Linked DNA regions of Mus musculus: regions 1 and 3 are each linked to region 2. A link is a contact called in public ChIA-PET data. All regions are on one chromosome and are shown on one strand. Each heading gives the region's core, a stretch centred on a gene start, on an enhancer-like site or on the middle of the called end of the contact. The rest is flanking DNA. Distances are from core to core; before and after follow the strand shown.

Region 1 (3,603 bases), core at 754-3,253, 280 kb after region 2:
TAAATAAATTTGAGAAATTGTATTGATTTAGAAAAGAGTTATTTTCTGTGTGTTTTGTTTTGAGTTTGGCTTTGTGCTTCTATTTTGGGGATTTGGTTTGGATTTTAGTGTGTAAATATGGAGGGGCTCACTGGTCTTGTGTCAGGAGTCCTGGTTAATTACTCCTTGCAGCAGAAGTGCTTATTAAGGCTGATGAAGGTGCAAAGCCAGAAAAAAAGCAAGTGAAAAGAGACAGGAAATGGGAGCTTGAAGTTAACATCAAGGTAGCCACAGCTGCCTTCTGGGTTTGTGAAATTCTTGGGTTGCCAGCACTAGCTTGGCCAGTGTGCTAAGTGGAAGGCAGTTAATCTAGATGCATGAAGACAACTCTATCGTAACCTTGGGGCTGGGTAGAAACTTCTTAGTTTCTTGTAGCTGGCACTCCGTTTGTGGTGTGGGATAGGACTGCATCAGTTTCAGGATTTGACTGGTGGACTAACATTGACCTCTTTAGAGCCCTCTCATTCTGGGATGCTGAGGTCCCCCCCACCTGCTAGCTAAGTCCAAATCTATGGTGGAAGAAAAGTGGTGATGAGATCAGAGCTTTCATCCCCATGACATGGGTAGGCTATCCCATGGTATGGACAGCCATCAGTGTGCTGCCCACGAGAGTTCTAAGAGGTGTCACTTTACAGACAAATGGAGCAGGCAATCCCACCACCAGAAATCTATACACTGCCTAGAAAGGGACAGCAGTGTAGTGAAGGGTCAGAAGTGGCCTGAGATGCACCCAGCATCCAACTTTAAAGCCACTGAACCTCCCAGTTCAGACATTTACCCCATGTTTTCTGTGTGGCTCTCTGAACAACAACAACACACACACACACACACACACACACACACACGTCACTTTATCCCTCAGACCCCCTCATCTGCCTAATCAGCTTCATAGTCTCACCATTCCCACCCAGTCCTTTCATCATCCTCTGGGCATAACCTGTACCAAAGTCAATTCTTCGTCCTCCCATCTAATGTGCTGTCATGACTAGGAATTGGGTCTGAAAGTCAGCCTTGGCTAGCCAGTGAAACCCATACCTAAACAACAACAACAACAAAACCTTCAGTCACAGCTACCCCAGAGTCCATACAATGTGAACAGCCACAGAATCTACTGTCAAGTGGCTGATGACTATAGGAAATAGTTAAAAACAAACAACAACAACAACAACAAAAAAACGTGATTTGTTCCCCAGTTCTGTTGTCTTAAGCCTTGTTGGGGCCCCACACGAAGTCAAGCTGTAGTGCTTAGGGACTAGTTGTATGCTGCTGTTCAAAGTACTCTGACCAATCTGTTGCCACTGGGTACATCTTGGCTCCAAGCAAAGAGGCCTTTCTGTGGTTGCTGCGTTGTACTTGTAGGTTGTCCTGAAGTATATATTGGCCATACGTGGTCCCGAGGTACTTGTCCATAGCCTCCGACCAGAGTGTCCCAGTTAGCCTACTGCTTCAGACTTGGCAGGGGAGATTCCTTTTACAGACAGATCAGCATTGCTCAGTAGATAAGCACTAGTCCCTAGGAATTACTAAAGCAAAATGTCACCATGGAGACATTAGCCAGAGCTTGACAGAGTGGCCCTGCCCTGGGCTGGGACTGGTACAAGCGGCTAAGGACCATGCTTCCGGTCAGGACAGATCTCCTTTATGTCTAGACCGACTGAGTGGTGGGTTGTCCTGCATTCAGGTCACAGCTGGAGGGACAGCGGTTCCAGAGCAGTTTAAAGCAGGATGGAGGGTGCAAATCTTAAATGGAGCACCAAGAGGACACGTGTTAAAGAGACACGGGATCTCAGTAGCTCCTGCTTTCCAGGTCTCATTTTGTCTGGAGTGGCCCAGGCTCATGAGTTCTCTCCCGGGCTAGGGTCCGCCTGCGGCCTCCCGCAACTAGCTCCTAGGACTCGGGCACCCGCCCCTCTCCCCGCCCCACAACGTGGGCCCGCCCTCGCGCCTGTATCAGGGAGGGGCGGGGAGAGAAGAGCGGCCGGGCGGGACATCCGGCCCTGGTCCCTGCCTGCACCCCGGGAGCTGGCCACCCACTATCCCTCCCCTCCCGAGACCTCCAGCCCCTGCTGCAGTCACCTCCCCTGCAGCCTCGAGGTCGGCGAGGTCTGGCCGCAGCACCATGTTTCCCCGCCCTCTGACCCCACTGGCTGCCCCGAAAAGCGCGGAGACCCTGGGCCGCACGCCAAGGCGGGCCCCATTGGGCCGGGCCCGGGCTGGGCTCGGGGGGCCGCCCCTGCTGCTGCCGTCCATGCTGATGTTCGCTGTAATCGTGGCCTCCAGCGGACTGCTGCTCATGATCGAGCGAGGCATCCTATCGGAGATGAAACCCCTTCCCCTGCACCCTCCCAGCCACAAAGGCGCGGCCTGGAGCGGGACAGATCCTAAGCCTAGAGGCCTATCCTTGGATGCTGGGGACTCGGACTTGCAAGTGAGGGAGGACATCCGAAACCGGACCTTGAGGGCCGTGTGCGGACAACCAGGCATGCCCCGGGACCCCTGGGACTTGCCGGTGGGACAGCGGCGCACCCTGCTGCGCCACATTCTCGTAAGTGACCGCTACCGCTTCCTCTACTGCTATGTCCCCAAAGTGGCCTGCTCTAACTGGAAACGTGTGCTGAAGGTGCTGGCTGGCATCCTGAACAACGTGGATGTCCGCCTCAAGATGGACCACCGCAGTGACTTGGTGTTTCTGGCAGACCTGCGGCCTGAGGAGATTCGCTACCGTCTGCAGCACTACTTCAAGTTCCTGTTTGTGCGAGACCCCTTGGAACGCCTCCTGTCTGCTTACCGTAACAAGTTTGGAGAGATCCGAGAGTACCAGCAGCGATATGGGGCCGAAATTGTCAGGCGCTACAGGGCTGGAGCTGGCCCCAGCCCTGCAGGGGACGATGTCACCTTCCCAGAGTTCCTGAGATACCTGGTGGATGAGGATCCTGAACATATGAATGAGCATTGGATGCCTGTGTACCACCTGTGCCAACCATGTGCTGTGCACTACGACTTCGTGGGTTCCTATGAGAGGCTGGAGGCTGATGCCAACCAGGTGCTGGAGTGGGTGCGGGCCCCACCCCATGTCCGGTTCCCAGCTCGCCAGGCCTGGTACCGGCCAGCCAGCCCAGAAAGTCTGCATTACCACTTGTGCAATGTTCCACGGGCCCTGCTTCAAGATGTGCTACCTAAGTATATCCTGGACTTCTCCCTCTTTGCTTACCCACTGCCCAATGTCACCAAGGAAGCCTGTCACCAATGACAGTAGGCCAGCACCTTTTGGAGTTTGGGTTTAATGATATCAGCTTTGGGATGTCTTTCAGAGAAACTCCTGGCTCTGGGTGGCTTCCTGGTTTCTCTAGGTGTCTCCATATCTCAGTGGTAAGGACTGTCCTTGGAGGTCCTTGTCCACAGTGGCTCAGAGGACAGAGCTAGAAAGGAGGCCTGCTGCTTTCACTGGTGAACTGCCTCTCTTAGGGGCCTGTGGTATCCGTGTCTGCAGGGCACCAGTGGTTATTAAAGCCATATGTTTGATCGAAAGACTGACTTCAGCCCCCTGGCTGCTGGGTCTATGCA
Region 2 (3,871 bases), core at 1,210-3,709:
TCTCTCAGGTCTGCTTGGGAATTTGTCAGACACCTTACATAGCGCCAATGGCTTCCCAGCATAGGCTCACCAAGTAGTGACGCACTGCATGCCAGTTCTAAAGTTGGTTTTCATTTTAGATCAGTGTTGAAGACTGAATGTCCCTTCCCTGCTTTCATCTCCAGAACACTAAGTTGTATTTTCCTCATTTGATTCGGAAATTTGTCTCCTGCATGTATTTTTAAGATAGGTTTGATCCTGACTTGCCAGCTCAGGCCTTTAACCCCAGCCCATGGAAGGCAGAGGCTCGAGGCCAGCCAGAGCTACACAGTGAGACATTGTCTCAGACAGCAACAGAAATAGATAAGTTAATGAGATTGCTGAAGGGTACTTTGAGATGTGCAGGGCTAAGAGGCATCTTGGTCTAGCTGTGGACCTGCTGGTGTGGTTAATGGACACAAGCAAAAATAGATGGCTGGGCCCGCCTTTGTCAACCCCCTGCTCTACAGCAGTGCGAGTTTTCAGATAAGAGAAGGAGAGTAAGAGCAAGGCACCTTAACCAAGGTTGGACGTCAGAGAACTGAGGATGGCGGAGCCTGAGGTGAGGGGATGTTGTCATGACCTGCAGTGAGAAAACTGGCAGGGAACGAAGTTTCTTTTTCTTTGACTGTGTGTGGATAAGTGCTAGCGGGTGTCACTGCACCGGAGTGGCCAGGATCCATGGGCTCAGGCGAGAGTGGATTTCCTTCTTCCATGTGTGTTCAGGGCCACCACAGCAGACTGATTTTTGTAGTTCTTCCCTGTGCCTTCAAGAGTGTTTGAATGATCTCCAATCTTAGAGTTCTTGGTATTACCATATATCACTTTGGCATGTTAGTGTCCTGCTGAGTTAAACCCAGAAAGAATTCTAATTTTCACATGCCCAATCTTGATAGAAATGATTTTTTTTTAAATTTTCTTAGGCTAAAAGACAGTGAATTGTGGAATAAATTCTTTGTGCGGATTCTGAATGCCAGTGACAAGTCCACAGTGTCTGTTCTGGGGGAGCTGGCAGCAGAAATGGGTGGGGCTTTTGATGCCACATTCCATAGCCACCTGAACAGAGCCCTGTGGAAGCTGGGGAAGACAATCAGCCCGGAAGCTTTGCTCACTCAGCAAGACAAGCAGCCAGGCGGCTCCCAGAGCCCTGCCTAAGCCATGGGTATGGTGAAGAACTGGTCTGGGGCTGCTGTGATTTGTTTAGAGCACACTTAGACACATCAGCAGTCCTTCACTAGGGGTCACTCTCAGTAGCACAGCTTTCAGCCAGGTGGCTGTGCCCTGGCAGCCTCATCTGGTTTATTCAAAAGGTTTCTGTGCAGACAGCTGCTTTTTAGCCCTCTGGCTTCTGCCTTCTCTCTTTTGTAATTTTATAACATGTACTCTCCTTTCACTGTGTATTTTATAATAAAATAGTTTTTGTTACATTTCTGTTGCTGGCAATTCATCTACACTTGCAAACTAAGGTGATAAATGGCTTCATTTTGGAGAGGACTTACTCTACGGTGGTAGAAACTTATGTATCCCAGACTTAGAGCAGCTGCCTTTGGGTTATAAGAAGGCAGCTGGCCGGCCATTTCTTCCGTCTCTCTCTGTCCTTCTAGAGGGTGTCCAGAAAGAAGCAGGTAAAATGACACACACACACACACACACACACACACCAGCTTTCCTTAAGTTCAAAGGTACCGGCCTTTGGGGACAGAGTACTCAGCAACCTGTCATGCAGGACACAGGGCTGCTGAGGGGACAGAGACCATTTTCCTTAGGTGTCAGGAAAGCAGGGGTCAGAACAGAAAGGACTGAAGTGGGGACTAATATGGAAAACAGTAAGTCTGATGGAACACTGTGCACCCAAAGGGGCGCACTGGCTGGGTGTGTGGGGGGCTGTGGGGGTGTGTGTGTCATTAAGGCTTTTGTTTCTTCAGTAGGATAATAAGCATTTATTTATTTATTTCACACTAAAATGTCAGTCACCTGATGTCCACTCGTGCTGGTGCCTGAGTCTCCTCTACTTGTCACCATTGTTGCTCTAAGCTTGTTAGAGAGCAGATTCCCTAACTAATCTCTCAACTGAAACACTTGGGCAAATTCGACAGGGTAAGCCAGAAAAAATGTATCTGAAAGACAAAGAAAGTAAATATTTTCCTTCAACCAAAATACAGTTCTGCAAACATCTTCAGTTTGCTTCTTATACTGAAGATAATAAATGATGAAACTGCCTTTCTGTAATCAAGTCCTTCTTAGTCCCCAGTGCCCTGTATTGCCCAGGAAATTGAGAGCCTTTAACTTAAGTAAGCTTCTACCTAGTGAATACTTCAGCAGTCTAGGCAGCCAAGTTGCTGTATGGGCAAATCTTGTTTCTGAAAGTACAAGCAGGAGTGGGAGGAGCCAGGACACCCTGCAGCTCTGTTCACACCCCACACCTCACCCCATACACCCCCCACTCTCTGACCTCCGCCAACTTCAGCCTTTGAGGACAGGAAAGGATGTCACTGCCAACAGTGCCTGTCATCAACAATGTCTGCCATCGCTTCAGTTTTCTTTACAAAAGCATAAAACCACAAAATAGAACCCTTTCCGTTTCCCTTTCATTTTTGTTTATTTTTAAGCTAAGATCACTGCAGGGCATAGGCTGCCATCAAACCCCAGGTACTCTGGTCACATTCCCCAGAGGGCTGGAATTTCAGGGGCCCACCCACCAGACTCCCTCATATTTGATGCCCATTGTCTTAGGAAAAGGAAGCCTTTGTTTTGTGTAGAGGCTACAGGTGGCTTTGATCTGGTCTCATGAAAGCAAGAAGAACAGAATGCTGGGCCTGGGAGAAGGAAAGACAGATGCACAACTGGGAAGAACAGGACTTCTTTCTCCCCGTTTGGAGGAAGACTGTGGAATAAGCTCTCCCCATTCACAAAGCACTTTGTGCCCTAACTTGCTTGGGGCCCTGTTAGAGGCATCCTCCTCACAAGTCAGAGTGTTCTAACTGATGCCAGACCCGAGTCTGGAAGTGAACTCCTTCCTTCCTGCTGGAGGAAGTTGTGGCCTATTGCTCGAGCTGTGATCTCAGGCAGGTAGGAAAGTCTTTCAGGGTTAGCACAGGCCTTCAGAATAACTTGTTGATGTCTTAAGGTGAAAGTCTAAGGCAAGGCCAGTGAAGGTGCACTCTTCATTGGAACTGAAAACAAAATTCTTGCTCTACCAAAAGTTACTCTATTCTGACTTCAACAGCTCCCTACGGAGCAGGTGCAGCATGCTTTTAACATGACTGACTTTGACTATAATGAGGTCGGAGGCATGGAAGCTGAGTATTTACCAAGGTACAGATGTGTCTGGGTAAGAGCGCTTACCACTAAGCCTGATGACCAGAGTCCTACCCTCTGCATGGTAGAAGAGAGAACAGACTCCACAAGTCATCCTCTGACTCCATACATGTGTGTGTCACACGAGCCCATACCTACACACACATACCAATACACACATACCAACACACACATACCAACACACACATACCAATACACACACACCCACAATAAATAAAACCTTTTACAGATCAGCGAGAAAGGACGAACCACATAGCATCCAGGGCTGAAACTGAGACCTAAAGCTTGAACTCTGTCCCCAGTGCCCCGTTCAGTGCCTTAGCGTGAGTTAAAGGCTGATCCAGTGTTTGCCAGCACGCAGGTCAACACCTTTTCAGCCCCTCTAATGCCTTCTAACCCCCTCTGGTGCCTTGTGCAGAGAATATACTTTATATCCATATGCTATGATCTAACCTCTTGTACTCCTTGTTCCCCAAATCAATTTGGGTAAGTCAATTTAAGAAAAGATAAAAAAAGATAATGACTCAAGTAGCTC
Region 3 (3,564 bases), core at 402-2,901, 390 kb after region 2:
TGGACACCAGGCAGGCATGTGGTGCATAAACATACATGCAGGAGAAACACACATAAAATAAAAATAAATAAGTCTTTATACATATAGTGGAGACAGCTGTGGTGGTATACACCTTCAATCCCAGCACCGAGGAGGCAAAGCAAAGCAAGAGGATATCTGTGAATTTGAGGCTAGCCTAGACTACGTAAGTGTCAGCTCAGGGCTACATAGTGAGACTCTATCTCAAAATACACACACACAAACACACACAAGAAACATGAATACATAAAGCAGTTTGAGATGTCCATAAAGGAGCCCAGGACTTTACCATGGGCTGGACAGTGGATTCTGCTGCCTCACAACAGCCTTCACCTACAGGATGAGGCTCCACAAATGAATCTGAGAAGCTACAGCCCCAGCCCTTGCATTTTACATATTCAATGAACACAAGACTCTCTATGTTCCCATGGTGCATCCGTGGCTAACTACTGTGCTGTCTGCAGACCTCCCTCATACAGCTGTTCTATCATGGTCAGTTAGGGTGTCTTCAGTGGGACACAGACTGACAGTCTTACATTGTCCCTCACATGTGAAAACAGCAAAAATGGGCTTGGTGAAAAGTCATCATAGCGCAAGGTTAAGTGTGTATTACAGTGGCAGCAGGGCTGTGTACTTCAAGTTCCTCCACACCCCTATTCATACTTTTTCCACTTTATTTTTTTATTATTACTATTTTAATTGCCCATATTTTTGCTGTAAAGTGCGATAATTGAATAAGTGTATGCAATGTGTATTCAACCAAATAATTAGCACTGAATGTAAATAATGAAAGAGAGGCATTCTCATCATTTTAGAGACACATTTAGGAATGGTGAAGCACATCTGTACTCCTGCACTAAGGAGTCTGAGGCAGAAAAGAGCATGAATTCCAGGAGCTGGTGAGGAAGAAGGAAGTGGAGCAGGAAAAGGGCGAGGAAGAAGCAGGAAGAGGAAATAACAAGATCAAATGAGCAGTTTGCTCAAAGCAGCATTGCTGGTATATGATGTTTTGCTTCCAAATCCTTATTTTCACCCAGCACCAACACTATGCCTGCTTGGGAAACACACTGAAAGTCGCCCACGCCGAGATGGGAGAAGGGCTATGCATAGAGTCTAGGGGCTTCCATAACCATCTAGGTTTATGGAATCGGTCGACGCCTTCTTTTAAGAGGGCTTTTAAAGATCAGGAAAGCTGACAAGGGCAAAGTCTGAATTCCAGCCAAGTCCAGCCAGCGCGAGGGCCCAAAGTAGATAGTAGTAGAAGGTCAGATATGTCACGAAGTCCTTAGAATCTCCGTGGAAGTACTCTACACACCCAAACCCCAAGTCTGCACTCACTCGGGGGTGGGGTGGGGTGAGGCATGTCCCTGACCCCGGGAACCTTCAGAACGGTAGAGGAAAACGTGTGTCCAGATCCCAGGCCTCAGTCACCCCGGCCTAAACAAATCACTGGTCTTGACGATCCGGCCCCTGATACCCTCAGTTGTGTTTCGGGGTCAGGCCATAGTAGGAGATGCTAAACACGGGACACCGCGGCCCCTCACCTACCGCAATTACCTGCCCAGCAGTTTCCAAACGCCCGGCTCAGGTTTGTCGCTGGCAGTCAGGAAGAATCGGGGAGGGGCGGAGTCTCTGAGTGACGGAGCTGAGAAGCCCTCCAATTGATGTCTGATTTTCTGTCGTTCTATGAGTTGATTGGTAAAATAGTTAATGACGCCCAGAGGCGGGCAATCGGTGGGCGGAACTAGTGGTTGCCAGGAAACGATGGAATCTCCTGTCCAGAGTTTAGTACCTTAACTCTCCAGGACCGGATTGATTCTTTGCAGGCTCCAGAGTTCCAGCTTTTCACCACCCATCCCAGACTCGGCTAGGGAAGCCAGTTTTCTAGACTTTTCTTGGTCCCCAGAGATCTTGATTTCTAAAGTCCTTCTGAAATAAGGTCCCTGCTTATCTTACAAAACTAGATGGTCCTCAAAGCCCCAAGGCTCTAGGCGCATCCCCTTCCAACGGCCCTTGCTTGGATTGTTTTCAGTGTGTATCCCAATATTAGGTGAAAATACAGATTTGGGGTCAGTAAATCGTGTATCAATTATCTCCCAAACAATCCTCTGAATATTTGTGTTACCTTTACCTCGTGACTATCTCAAGTTAGAGCATGTCAGTGACTTAGGATATCGGGGCCTCAATTCACTGACTCCTGAGACTTCATTTAGTTAAAAAAAAAATACTAAGCTCCTACTCTGCTATAGGTATTGTGAGTGTGAATTCAGAACACAGAAGACTTGTTATGGTGGGGCTGGAGAGATGGCTCAGTGGTTAAGAGCGCTGAATGCTCTTTCATTGGTCCTGAGTTCAATTCTCAGCAACCACATGGTGGCTCACAACCATCTGTAATGGGGTCCAATGTCCTCTTCTGGTGTCTGAAGACAGCTACAGTGTACTCATATACATAAAATAAATATATATTTTTAAAAAGACGTCTTATGGGCCCCAGCTTAGTGTAGGAGGAGGTCCACCAGACAGACAGACAAATGTACAAATGGCACCAAAGACGTATGGAAGATGATGGTAGTGTGGGAAGGGGGAGAGAGAGAGAGAGTTTATAACACCTTCAATAGCCAGATGTAGTAGTGCCTGTAACCCTAGCATTCTAAAGCTGAGGGCATGAGGCTGTGGAGTTCTAGGTCAATCTGAACTGCAAGTGAAAATCCTATCTAAAATTAAAACTATCTCTCTTACACAGCCTCCAATGATTGTCAACATGTTTCTTTGGTTATTCCTTGTTCCCAATGATTAAAAAAATGTTGGGGTAACTTTAAAAAAAATTATATGTATGTCTTCCATTTGGTGTCTGTAGAAGGTTGTGAGACTCCTGGTGTGGGTGCTGGGAACTGAATCTGGTCCTTTGGAAGAGCAGCAAGCACTCTTAACACCTGAGCCCCATTATTCCCACTTTCTAGAGCTGTTACTCCGTCACAAAGAAAGCTGTGATGGACAATATCAGCCAATCACCCATACCAGTAACTCGGCTGAGGAGATGTGTTCAAATTCCATCAGTGTGGCAAAGGTTGTAGCAAACCTACTGTCACAGGCAAGTGTCACCGCAGAATGCTCTGCTGCTCACAGCTGTAAGCATTCTTAGACTGTGAATTGAAAGGAGTGGAAAGCAGAGAGACTAGAGAACAAAAAACAGGCAAGGTTGCAGCAATGCTTACTCATAGGATAAAAGAAAGACGTTCAGTGTTACCTGGCTCACAGAGTGGAGTGTGGGAACAAGGGTCCCAATGTTTCAGTAAGGTGCACCAAGGCTTTCTGTGTTACATACACTCTTTATACTCGTTTTTTCGAGACAAGATTTCTCTGTGTAGTCCTGGCTGTCTCGGAACTCACTCTGAAGACTACGCTGGCCTCAAACTCAGAAATTCACCTGCCTCTGCCTCCCAATGACTGGGATTAAAGGTGTGTGCCACCACTGACCTGCTCACATCCTTGATTTGTAATTTAGTCTCTCAGATATCTGGATACCACAATAAGATGCCTTTAAAC

What was found. ChIA-PET counts read pairs in DNA pulled down with a chosen protein or histone mark.
Region 1: a contact with region 2 is called in an RNA polymerase II ChIA-PET map of memory CD8 T cells, with 11 read pairs. The contact joins the promoter of Chst14 here to the enhancer-like site in region 2. A contact is called at or near these places in 6 of 39 promoter capture datasets (3T3-L1-derived adipocytes, the C10 cell line, the HPC-7 cell line and 3 more), 1 of 15 datasets of contacts at CTCF or cohesin (large pre-B cells), 1 of 484 Hi-C or Micro-C datasets (embryonic stem cells), 3 of 115 datasets of contacts at active chromatin or transcription factors (embryonic forebrain, forebrain and memory CD8 T cells) and 3 of 9 other capture datasets (adipose tissue, embryonic stem cells and liver).
Region 3: an RNA polymerase II ChIA-PET map of memory CD8 T cells shows a contact between it and region 2, with 6 read pairs. The contact joins the promoter of Ccdc32 here to the enhancer-like site in region 2. A contact is called at or near these places in 1 of 15 datasets of contacts at CTCF or cohesin (large pre-B cells), 5 of 484 Hi-C or Micro-C datasets (LSK cells, cortical neurons, embryonic stem cells and 1 more) and 3 of 115 datasets of contacts at active chromatin or transcription factors (bone marrow-derived macrophages, embryonic stem cells and memory CD8 T cells).

Annotation. Positions count from the first base shown.
Region 1 is chr2:118,924,494-118,928,096 of GRCm38.p6, forward strand. It overlaps Chst14 (carbohydrate sulfotransferase 14), which reads left to right and starts at 2,004. Exons shown (of 1, transcript NM_028117.3): 1 at 2,004-3,603. The coding sequence starts at 2,159. The coding sequence ends at 3,289. Bahd1 (bromo adjacent homology domain containing 1) reads left to right here. Exons shown (of 7, transcript NM_001045523.1): 7 at 1-31.
Region 2 is chr2:118,640,147-118,644,017 of GRCm38.p6, forward strand. Bub1b (BUB1B, mitotic checkpoint serine/threonine kinase) reads left to right here. Exons shown (of 23, transcript NM_009773.3): 23 at 942-1,446. The coding sequence ends at 1,173. Among named protein-coding and RNA genes, the nearest start is that of Pak6, 21 kb to the right of the region's middle. Within about 2 kb of position 2,460, at least 65 of the 459 cell types and tissues checked have an H3K27ac peak or open chromatin away from gene starts, as enhancers often do. A contact at or near this core is called in the HPC-7 cell line, LSK cells, embryonic stem cells and 2 more, where this site is marked.
Region 3 is chr2:119,027,742-119,031,305 of GRCm38.p6, forward strand. Ccdc32 (coiled-coil domain containing 32) reads right to left here and starts at 1,652. Exons shown (of 4, transcript NM_199310.2): 1 at 1,576-1,652.